Regions from separate parts of the Mus musculus genome. Here all the other regions are linked to region 2. Evidence: chromatin contacts called from public HiChIP or PLAC-seq, Micro-C and promoter capture Hi-C data. All regions are on one chromosome and are shown on one strand. Each heading gives the region's core, a stretch centred on a gene start, on an enhancer-like site or on the middle of the called end of the contact. The rest is flanking DNA. Distances are from core to core; before and after follow the strand shown. Region 1 holds the start of Il27ra (interleukin 27 receptor, alpha). Region 2 holds the start of Pkn1 (protein kinase N1). Region 3 holds the start of Scoc (short coiled-coil protein). Region 4 has its middle 4.9 kb from the start of Mir23a.

Evidence for each region. Promoter capture Hi-C pulls out the DNA fragments that hold promoters and counts their contacts. A called contact is a pair of places that touch in the nucleus more often than the background predicts. HiChIP or PLAC-seq counts read pairs in DNA pulled down with a chosen protein or histone mark.
Region 1: a promoter capture Hi-C map of hematopoietic stem and progenitor cells shows a contact between it and region 2. The contact joins the promoter of Il27ra here to the promoter of Pkn1 in region 2. A contact is called at or near these places in 6 of 39 promoter capture datasets (the C10 cell line, the HPC-7 cell line, cranial neural crest and 3 more) and 2 of 9 other capture datasets (adipose tissue and pancreatic islet).
Region 3: a contact with region 2 is called in a Micro-C map of embryonic stem cells, with 4 times the contacts expected there. The contact joins the promoter of Scoc here to the promoter of Pkn1 in region 2. A contact is called at or near these places in 1 of 484 Hi-C or Micro-C datasets (embryonic stem cells) and 1 of 115 datasets of contacts at active chromatin or transcription factors (extraembryonic endoderm stem cells).
Region 4: a contact with region 2 is called in an H3K27ac HiChIP or PLAC-seq map of bone marrow-derived dendritic cells, with 5 times the contacts expected there. The contact joins the enhancer-like site here to the promoter of Pkn1 in region 2. A contact is called at or near these places in 1 of 39 promoter capture datasets (pre-B cells), 1 of 484 Hi-C or Micro-C datasets (embryonic stem cells), 5 of 115 datasets of contacts at active chromatin or transcription factors (bone marrow-derived dendritic cells, double positive thymocytes, extraembryonic endoderm stem cells and 2 more) and 1 of 9 other capture datasets (pancreatic islet).

What each region holds. Positions count from the first base shown.
Region 1 is chr8:84,041,296-84,043,995 of GRCm38.p6, forward strand. It overlaps Il27ra (interleukin 27 receptor, alpha), which reads right to left and starts at 1,280. Exons shown (of 14, transcript NM_016671.3): 1 at 1,155-1,280; 2 at 792-909. The coding sequence starts at 1,239. Rln3 (relaxin 3) reads right to left here. Exons shown (of 2, transcript NM_173184.1): 2 at 1,772-2,036. The coding sequence ends at 1,798.
Region 2 is chr8:83,697,901-83,700,600 of GRCm38.p6, forward strand. Pkn1 (protein kinase N1) reads right to left here and starts at 1,279. Exons shown (of 22, transcript NM_177262.4): 1 at 1,067-1,279. The coding sequence starts at 1,087.
Region 3 is chr8:83,441,257-83,443,956 of GRCm38.p6, forward strand. It overlaps Scoc (short coiled-coil protein), which reads right to left and starts at 1,406. Exons shown (of 4, transcript NM_019708.4): 1 at 1,166-1,406.
Region 4 is chr8:84,202,299-84,204,998 of GRCm38.p6, forward strand. No RefSeq gene overlaps it. Among named protein-coding and RNA genes, the nearest start is that of Mir23a, 4.9 kb to the right of the region's middle. Within about 2 kb of position 1,358, at least 381 of the 459 cell types and tissues checked have an H3K27ac peak or open chromatin away from gene starts, as enhancers often do. A contact at or near this core is called in bone marrow-derived dendritic cells, double positive thymocytes, embryonic stem cells and 4 more, where this site is marked.

The DNA of each region.
Region 1 (2,700 bases), core at 30-2,529, 340 kb after region 2:
ACTCAACAGTGGGCCGGGTGACTGACAGTTTACACCCGACAGTTCACAGCTGTCATCCCAGCACACAGGAGACGAAAGCAGGATTGTTAGAGGCCAGCTTCACAGGGTAAGACCCTGTCTCAGAAAACATGCTGTTCCCCGGGGCTCCTCCCAAGGTGCTTTTTCTTTGTCCTTTACTTAGCGCAATTGAAATGAAGTTTCCAGATACACTCTCCCCTGGACCCTGAACCCCAAACCATACCAGAACCAGCTATTGTTGTTGTGATTACAAGCGCTACACTGACTTTTTTTTTTTTTTGAGACAGTTTCTTACAGCCCACGCTGATCTCAAACTTGTTGTGAAGCTGAGGTCGCTCTTGAACTCCTGATTTTCTTGCCTCCATCTTCCAAGAGCTGTGTTTGCAGGTGTGTGTCACCATGCTGCTTAGAGTGAACTCAGAAATTCAAGTTACCTGCCCGATGTCGTACAACAACGATATTAACCTGCTTTCTAGTGCTCAGCAGTTTTTCTTTGCCATGTGCCTACCGTGCTGATGGGCAGAATCAATCATGGCAGGCCTGTGCCGTCATTACTGTGGGGGTGGGGGTGGGGGTTGAGAGAGGGAAAGTGGTCAGACCTGAGTTATGCCATAAGGGAATGAGTGGGCTAGCCTGAGGGTTGTGAGAGTGTGGACCGAATTCTCAGTAGCCGGACTGAGGGGCGGGCGGTGATCCTCTTAACAAAATTCGCTTGAAATCTGAGTGACCACTTTCCGTCCTCAGTTTCCCCTAGACCACTCCAGGGTACTCACTATTTCTGACTCTGGTGATACAGCACAGGTGGAGTCTCCAGGTCGCCCAAAGGTTCCCAGGAGCAGTTCAGGATTCCCAGGGGACCGACGCTGTAGCACTGCAGTGGACCTGGACTGCCTGCAGGGGCGCAGAGAGCCGAGAGGACCGTGGTCAAGTTCCCCGGGGCCTGAACTTGCTGGACTGTGGATGCGTCCATCCTCTGGTACAGTGGTAGTGCAGTACCGGAGCGCAGGGCCTGGCACGTGCTGGGATGGCGCAGAGGGAGTCCCGGGCCCCTTTCCGACCTGCTACATCCTGTTGTCGCCCAGTTCCCGATGCCCTACAACTGTGACCCCGAGCCAGCCACTCACGAAGCTGCTCACCGTGGGGCCGCGTCCCGAGCAGCAGCGACATCAGCGACAGCAGAAGCTCCAACGGCGTGAGGCGTGCAACCCGGAGCCGGTTCATGGCTCCCAGGGACAAGTGACACCACCAGGCTTGGGGCTTACAGCCTGCGGGAAGGAAGCCACCCCGCCCCTGGCGGGAAGTCCCCAAATCCGCCCACCCCCAGCAATGATACGCACGCGTGCAAATGCTCAGAACTGAACCTTTATTTTATGTGGTGAGGAAGTCTGAGTACTGAGGACCAGGGGCTCTGTTTTGGGGTGGGGGGGAGGTTAGCCAGGGACAGTGGCGACAATTAGGGCCGGACTGAGGGTGGAGGTGGGGCAGACTCTAGTGTAGCCAGTTTAAGAAGATGGGCATCTGGTTGCTGCTGGGCTGCTGGGGGTGAGGTTGTGGCACGGAAGAACTCAGCCATGAAAAACAAGTTTCTGTTTGGCTGGATAGAGGAGGGGCCGGCAGCAAGGTGGGGAAAGGTTGGCAAGTAGTGTATGCATCTTGGCAGAGGGTCTGTAAGGAGACAGTGGACCCCTTGGTGCCTCGCCTGTAGGAATGCTCTTGAACATCGCACAGCTGACAGCAGCTTGCAGGCACGGCCCGCTTCTCCATTGCTCAACCCTGATCCTAGCACAAGCTGCTAATTTGGCTCTTGCTACAGCCCCACTCGCAGCAACTGCTGGAAAGGCCAGCCAACACATCTCTGCTGCCCCGAACCACTCCAGGTGACCCTTGCCAGCTGGCTCGACCACCGTAGAAAGCCTGGGGGGATTTGGTTAGGGCCAGCCACTCGCTGGAGCCCACCGCTTCATCCAGCTCGCTGGCCAGGTGGTCTGTATTGGCTTCTCCATCAGCGAAGAAGTCCCCTGCAAAAGCAAAGAGGAAGAATCAGGGCTTAGCCCACTTACATCTCCAGTCTGGAGGATCAAGGTTGCGGTTCTGAGTTTGATTTCATCCCCTCGAGGGTTCAAATGCTGGCTCTGTTGTCAGTTTCAGTGCTAAGCTGGACTTTCCTGTCACTGAGTTCATGCGATTCTTTATTTAATGTGGACGGCGTAGATGAAAATATGCATTTGGGAGCTAGGCTCCCTAAATCAGAATAGTAAATGACATTACTTCCGTCTCCCTCCTAGGCTCAGTTTTCTTTTCCACAAAGCAGGGGAGGGGGAGGGGAGATAATAATAACTTCTACTTTTTTTTTTTTTGGCTTTGTCAGGAGTATCAGACTGGATGCCCGCAAAAGCACAATACTATGGGATACATGAGGAGCACTCAAGTGAACACTGATCATTTATTGACCGTCTTGTTTGCTTTACCGAATTCACTTCTTCCAGCCTCTCAGTGACAGCTACTGAGTTTGCTGCTGTTGCCACCTACTTACTATTCACTAATTGGGACCCTGGCTCCTCATCAGGCTTGTGTGAGGACACAGCCATTTAGCCATAGAGCTACTGTTTTGAGGCAGGCACACTCCTAACCTGCGCATGCATCCATCTGTCTGTCCATCATTCACCACCCACACATCTCTCT
Region 2 (2,700 bases), core at 29-2,528:
TCCTACTCGGGACACACCAAGCACATGCATGTACTGGGACAGCCCTGCACAGCCCTCAGTGGGCTTGAAGGGGAGCCGGCACCGGTGCATCAGCCTGGAGGTCTGACCTTGTGAGATCGGCAGCACCAGATACGCCCAGCTCCTCGGCAAGGCCGGCAGGCCATCAGCAGGACTGGGGAAGACGGGTACAGAAGGGTACAGGGGAGACATGGGGGCAGGTGTAGAAGGAGATGAGAACCAGTTACACAGGACAATGGACTGCATGGTGACGAATTAATGGAGCCACAAAGATACAAAGATCTCAGATTTTGGGCCACTGAATTAGAGTGGGGAGTCAGTCACCCCGACCCTGACCCTGCTTCAGTAACGCCCAACAGGTCACACAGGGAAGGCCATGTGGCTGGCAGATGCCAGTCACAGGTGTCTGTTGCGAGGGAGTAGAGACCCAGCCCTGTCACCTTCCAGACATAAAATCCTTCCTGTCTGTGTGACAGGACACGCCCCACCTGGGTTACAGCTCCATCTGTCAGCCTGAAGGGTGGTTATGGGGAACAAGGCGGAAGGAGGAACCCGGCCTCAGGCCTAGTGAAGTGACTTAGACACTTCCTCCAACAGGTGCCCATCTGGGTGGCGTCAAGACCATCGTAAAGACGTCTGCAGGCGGGGGTGGCCCGGGCTTTGTTGTGCGGGGGAGGGGATCGGGCCGGGCACTCCTCCGGTCCGGGGCAGGGTGCCAGGCACCTGCTCCAGGTGAAGCGGCACCTGACAGAAACCGAACGCTGCAGGACCCAGAGTAGGATGTGGGGACGACAGGCACCGGGATCCGCAGCTAGCCTCGGACACCGAAGTGGGGACCCCGCTACACACGCTGACTCTCGGGGAGGGCCAAAGGAGGGGATGCTGGGGTAGAATCCCGAACAGCACCCCTTCCTCCGACCCGGTCGGCGCCTCCACCTGCTACAAGGGCCCGCGCGGGCTCCCGATGGGGACCTCGTCCGGGACTCTACCCGTGCCTGGGGTCCTCCGCGCCTTCTGGCCGCCCCGCGGGTGCGGACAAGTCGCCTACCTGTACGGCGTCGCCGGCCATGTCCTCCGGCCGCCCGCCAGGGGTCCCAGCGCCAAGGAAGGGCTTGCGAGCGCGCGGGCGGGTGCGGCGGGAGGCGCGGCGCCCAGACCCTCCCAGGCGCGCGGCGCGCTCCGGCCTGCTGCGCTCGGCCCGGCCTGGCCAGGCCTCCGCCGAGCTGCGCCCTCCGGCCCCAGCGGCTGCAGGGTGGGTCACGTGAGCGCCGAGGTCCGCGCCTGGGGAGGAGGCGGGGCGGGGGCGGGGCTCCCGGCGGCCCCCGGGGCTTGCAGCGGGGAAATAGGGTCCCTGTTGGCTGTGGGGTGCGGCAAGCGCTCCTTGTAGCGTAGGGGACTCTGAGCGGGCCTAAGCGACCGCGAGCCTCAGAGGCCTTGTCCCCCGCCTCCAACCCCTTTGAATGCAATGGTCACCGTCCACCACCACCCTCGACACACACGGCCCAGCTGCACAGAGGCATCCTCCCTCCCGTTTCCCGGGAGGCAAACACAGGGAGAGCCTGACTTCAAATCCCAGTGTCCTGGGCCTTGGGGGAACACAATACCCCTCAGGACTAGGATGTCTGTAAAACTTGAGGAAGAGTAGGGCAAGTGTATAGATCCCAAGTGCACAATAAATGCCAGCAGTTGTCACTTTTAGCTCATTTTTTTAAAGACTTTATTTTGATTCATGTGTGTTAGGAATAAGTTTCGGGGTGGCAAAGAAAGAGACCATCCTTCAAAATGAAATGTCCGAACAAGGCAAACTTTACTCTTCATCAAGACAGTGCGCTGCGGAAAAGCAAAGAGAAGACAGGAAGTGCATATGGTTTCTATTCTAACTCAGGTGACCTCGCAGTCTTATTCAATTGGCTAGTCTGAGAAAATTGGCGCAGAGGAAATTGAAGGGGAAAGGGGTCACTGCTCCAAGCGATCAATTTCCTAGAATGGAGCGGGGGGGGGGGGGGCGCTTTGTATAAACAAAAGTTTTACTGGGTGAGGAGGATTAAAACATCTCCTTAAAAGTCCTATAAGGTAGGAGAGATAATGATTTTAATTACTGTCCAAAAGACTAATCTTATACTATTTGCTAGAAAAGACTCATATTTAATTTCTTGCATGTGTATATATGTGTTTCTTTGTGTGAGTTATGCACATGTGTGTGGGTGCCTCTGGAGGTCAGAAGAAGACATGGGATGCCCTAAAAGGAAGTTATAAACTGTTTGTGGACTGCACCACCTGGGTGCTGGGTCCAGACTTGAGTTTTCTACAAGAGTAGTATTGCTTCTATCTCTTCAACTCCTATTTTAATCTTTATACCATTTATTGAGTGTGTTCACGTGCATGTACCACACATGCCAAGCCAAATGTGTGGTGGCCAGTGAGTGACTTACAGGATGGCTTTTCTTCTGCACCCTATCATTTGGGGGGGGCACCCAAACTCATCTTCCTAAGCCCTGAACAGGCCCAATACTCCATCACTGAACTCTCAAGACTACAGTAGAGGCTTCCTTCCTTGTCCCCCAGCCGCCTCCTCCTTACAGTCTCTTCCCCAAACCGCATACCAACGGAGCCTAAAGTCTAGACATTTCCAGGAGGAGCCCACCAGGTCCTGTGTCACCTGCCGCCCTTGGTCACTTGCCA
Region 3 (2,700 bases), core at 156-2,655, 260 kb before region 2:
AGTCCATCCAGAATCAAGGATATAGTCAATGTCCACTCTGCTTTTCCCATCATTCCACCTCGGCTGGCCTTAACATCTCAGATATGAGTTTGACATTTCCCTAATATCCTTTCAAACTCAACCACCAGACTTCTCTTGAACCTGCAATTAATGTTTTCCATCCATCATCCACTCACCAGCAATAGTTTTTTAAATTTAAAAGTCCAATGCACTACAGGAATGCACTGAACACTTTACATATATAGTTTTATCACAACAGAAAGAAAATGCAATTCACAGATGTGGATACTAAGCCTTATAAAGGCTAGAGGCCTTGCCTCATGTTTCATAGCCAAGATATTATTAAGGTCCTAAACTGAGTTTGAAAAACTCAACTCCTTTGGCGTTTCCACAAACAAAACAAATATAAAATTTCATCTGCATCCACTCCAGTGTGATGTTTCTAATCTGTTCATGTTCTGCTTTGACATTTTAGGGCTTTCAAAATCGATGGAAATCGAGGAACTACATCGTCAATAAGGATCAAACTTAAGTTAGATCCCCGGGGAGCTAGCTGCATCCAGTTTAATCATTGGAGCATACAGACACTAGGATTCCTACGCACAGCTTTGAGTCGCAGAAACGGATAACGGTTTGGGGACCTCTGTCCTTCTGGCTATTGCGACGTCTGTCTCTGGTGGTGTAACAGAAACCTTGGCTTTTCGGGAAACTATGATTTCTCCTTCCCAAACCTTACTCCTCAATATTTGTTCCGCAGGACGCCTGAGAAAAGCTGACAAAGAAACAAACCCAGGTTCTAGCAAAGACGTCCCACCCCAGACATGCACGGGCCACCACGCCTGCAAAGCAATCCTAGCACTCGAGAGGCTGAAGCAGAAGAATTGCGGCGAACTGGAAGGTAGCTCGGGCAGCAGAGCGTCTTCTCCTACTACCCGGTCCCATCGCACCCCCACGGCGTCCCGGTCCCGCACCGCCGGGCTCTTCCCACTGAGCCCGCGGCGTGGGGCCGGGAAGGTGGCTGCGCAGCGCTCGGCGGGATGTCGGGCCTCGCGGCGCCGCAATCCAGCACCCAGGCCGCCGCCCGGGTTCCCGTTCCATCCCGCCCCGCCCCACAGGGCCTCGGCGGTCTCCCAGGCCCAGCCCTCGCCGCCCCGAGCCGCCTCACCTTGCGTCTGAAGCGCCGGGAAGAGGCGGGATGGGTAGGAAGCCTCAGGCCGCGCGGCTCTCCGACCAACTGACAGCGTCAGCCCCGCCCTTCCCGCCCACGGAGCGTGCGCCGAGCGAGGAGGCGTCCTCCCACCAATCCTAACTGGAAATTGCACGCCTGCGCACTGGCTGCTGGACGCCTCGACAGGCCTGTGGCAGAGCACCGGGGTCCACCTTTGCCCTAACAAAAGGGCATTGACGACCAATCAGGATTTTTGGGCGTGTCCTAAAAAAGCAGCGACCAATCACGGCGCAGAAGAGAAGATGCGCCTAAGAAAGCGGTCCTCGCTGAGCATCTTTTGTCTCGCCAGGAACCTGGAAAGTGGGGTGGAAAGTCACTCTAGGTTAAAAAAAGAGAGACGGGGAGAGAGGGAGGGAAACAGAGACAGAATTTCTGGAAATTGCCGTGACCAGACTCTAGGAGAGAGATATTTCGTTCACATTCAAGAACAGAGTGAGCAGAACAGTGCAGCGCCCTCCCCCCTCGATTCTAAAAGCACGGTTTCCTTTTTCCCCACTTCTAAAATTAGATAACGCACAAAGCATATACCATTAATGGATGTTTCTCTTCGTACCCCATATTCAGGACAATTTTTAAACTTCCGTTCACCCGACCACGTCATGATTCCTTAGATCAGCAGTCTCCTGATCTCAGTCTCAGAAAACCCAAGGCTTAATTAAAATTGTGTTTCTTATTCAAGTGTACATGTACAATGCCAGACTTTGGGTTGCTAGGTGATTTTCGTGACACTTCATTATAACCTAACCTTTGAAACAAGTATCTTGCTGTTAGCGGTCAGTGACCACAGTATATTCTTACCTGCAAAGCATTCTTGCTTTGACTTTATCAAAACCTCTGAGCTGTAGAGGCCAGCTTACAAATACTTTCTTCTTGGCTTTTCTTTCTTATATAAGGTTCTATTTTTAATTGCATGAATATGTAGCGGTGTGTATGTACTTGCTTGTGCCTGTGCAAGGTGCCTGCAGATGCCAGAAGAGGGAATCAGACCCCTGGGATTGGGGTTACAGGTGGCTGTGAACCATTTGGTGAGGATGATGAGAACTCAACTCAGCTTCCCGTGAAAGAGCAATAAGTACTGTTAACTTCTGAGCCATTTCTACAACTCCCGGGTATCTTAAACCAATCAAGCAGGATTTGCTAACACGTGACCGTAATCCTTTATAAATAAAGTACCTACCATTTAGTGTTTGAGACGAAAGTATTAGGCTTGGACTACAATTCAGGATTTGAAGGAAGGAGAATATGGGAAGAGAGGGAAACCCCAGGTAACGCTAAGAGGAGTGCCAACAAAATAGAATGAATATGGGCAACATTCAAAGAAGGATGGGATTTTCCAAGATAGTGAAGAACACACTTTCTTTTCAAATGCACATGGGCCAGTCATAGAAATGGGCCTGAAAATTTGTTTTTGGTTTTAATTTTTTATTGTATGTATATTTTACTTGCATTTATTTCTCTGAAACACTTGGGTA
Region 4 (2,700 bases), core at 108-2,607, 500 kb after region 2:
TTGCCATGAAACTAACGGCGGACTTGAGCTCCGCATTCTCTTTCCTGCAACTCTCAAGTGCTAGGGTTATGGGCATGGGCCACCAACTCCAGCTCAGGCGGCCTTGTCTTTATGGAGAGAGTGTAGACATTCCTGGGATTGTCTCTGCCGCCTCAGTTTTTCCATCTGTGAATGGGAACTTTTGGAGATGCAGTGGAACAGAGCACACTCTCTAGTCTCCCATAGGGTGCTGAGGTCTCCTCATATCCTGTGTTGAATGTCCTCAGTGGACATGGAGGTGTGTCTTCCTAGCTGGCCATGGGGAAGGATTGAGGGTGGTGGCGTGGGCGTGAGAATTCTTGGGTAGGGAAGGACAGCATCATGCCGGGCATGGCTGAGTCACACTCGAGCGGCGCCTTGCCTCAGGCTGCTGGAGCTAGAACTGGCGCCACCCTGGGTGTGGCTACTGAGCTGTGGCCCTGGGCAGAGCAGGGCTGGGTGGCAGGATGGGCACATGGGCCTTGAGGGACTCGGGGGAGCAAATCTGGGATGCCCGGTGATACCTCCCTTTTGTCTCCTGTGTACATTTGGGGCTCTGGAACCCTAAGCTTTGGGCCTGGGAATAATAATAATTATCGATCTATTAATAAAAGTTTTTGAGGCATGATCTAATGTAATGTAGTCCATGCTGGCCTGGAACTGGATAAGTAGTCCAGGATGTCCTTGAACTGGTCCTTAGGCCTCCACCTCCTGAATGCTAGGCTTACTTGTGTGCACCATGATGAAGGGTTTCTGCTTTAAGATGGGACCTGCTGACTCCATGCTTCCAGCAAAATAGCCAAGCACTCTCTACCCACAGTCAACTTTGGGGGTCGAGACACAGTCTCATTTCATAGCCTACCGCGGTCTTGAACACATGGCAGTCCTCCTGGCTCAGCCTCCTGAATGGTAGACTGACAGAGACGCCTCACAATGCCTGGCTGGTTCCTGGAAGTTTTGCGGAGTTAAGGGAGTGAGCCAAGCCTTCCAGAAGACAGTGGGTGATGGAGGTCAGCGCTCCTATCTCCAGTCCCAGGCCAGGCCAGGACCTGGGATGAACTTCACCCTGGGAGCACTGATTGGCTTGAGGGGAACCCAGCACCGCAAACAGAATGTTAAGGAATAGAGTGGGGGATCTGGTTGTTGGACTGTGTGGCTGGCGGGCAGCGAGGGTGGGACGTGGCTGTCGTCTTTGCCTATTTATACCAAGTGATTCAGCCCTCCCTCACCCCTTCCTGCGCCCCCTCCACTCGCGGCTAGGCACTAGGCCCACCCACTTGCCTATGCCCTGCCCCCCAACCCGGGCGGGTTGTCTGGTTCCTGCGTGGGGACGGACGTGGAGGGCAGGCATCTGTGCCGCAGGTCGGGTTGGCCCCAACCCAGCCGCCCAGCTCCTGGGAAGAGTGGGCCATTAGCGAGCGCTGGTGGCTGGGGCGGGGGCGGAGCTGGGCGGAGACTGCAGCCCTTGGTATTTTCCGATCCTCGCTGCTTCGCGAGAGTGGAAAGTATTTGAGGATCAGGGTTGGGGACGACCGGAGGGCCTCTGCCCTGGTTCTTTCTTGGGGTTCACTGTGGGTCCTCCAGGGATGCCGAGGGCTTGAAGGCTGTGTGTGCTAATTTAACTGACTGGGATACCACAGCCCAAGGCCCCCCGCCCTGTTTCTCAAGCCCTCCAGCTCCAGGACTTCTGTCCCTTTGAGTCTCCCTGTGAGACTAAGAGTCAGTACAGGGTGTCCCAGCTCCTGGACACCTGCGTGGTAATGCCCCCTCCACGCCAGACACAGACCTCTGGTGTGTGTGAGGATGGGAGTGGCCTTGGCTGCAGCCTTGGGCTCTTTGTAGGGGAAACCCCACAGGAAACCAGCCTGGCCAAATGGCCGCCCTTCCCGTTCTGGTCCCTGGGACGAATATGCTGTCTCACTTCCGGAGGTGATTGGGGAGGCTGGTCAGCCTGTGGACCTGGGCTGCCCCCAGAACCCAAAGAGACAGAGGTGGATTGGGGCTGGAGACTGTGTGTGTGTGTGTGTGTGTGTGTGTGTAAGCACGCGTACTGGGGAAGACACATCAGAATATCTCAATCCTTATTCCTCATTCCTCAGACATCGGTGATGCCAGATCTAGACGTTAAATCCACTGTCCTGCCTGTCACTGCCTGATATGACTGAATGCTTCTGTCCTTGATGTCACCCAGGAACTCTTCCAATTATTGGGAAGTAGAGATTTTCTTTTTTTTTAAGACTTATTTTTTTACTTTTGTGTATGTGTTGGGTATGTGCATGTATGTGTAGGTGCCTAAAGGGTCCAGAAGAGGGCGCCACATGTGAGCCGGGAAACCAAATTCAGGTTCTCAGAAAGCAATATGCAGTCTAAACTATTGAGTCATCTTTCCAGCCCTGAACTTGTTTTCTTTTTTTTTTTTTAAGATTTATTATTATATGTAAGTACGCTGTAGCTGTCTTTAGACACTCCAGAAGAGGGTGTTAGATCTCATTACGGATGGTTGTGAGCTACCATGTGGTGGCTAGGATTTGAACTCAGGACCTTCGGAAGGGCAGTCAGTGCTCTTACCCGCTGAGCCATCTCTCTAGCCCTAAACTTATCTTTTTTAGAGTCTCATGTATCCCAGGTTGCCCTCCAGCTTGCTCTGTAGACACATTTCTTGTTTTTATTTTTATTTTGTTT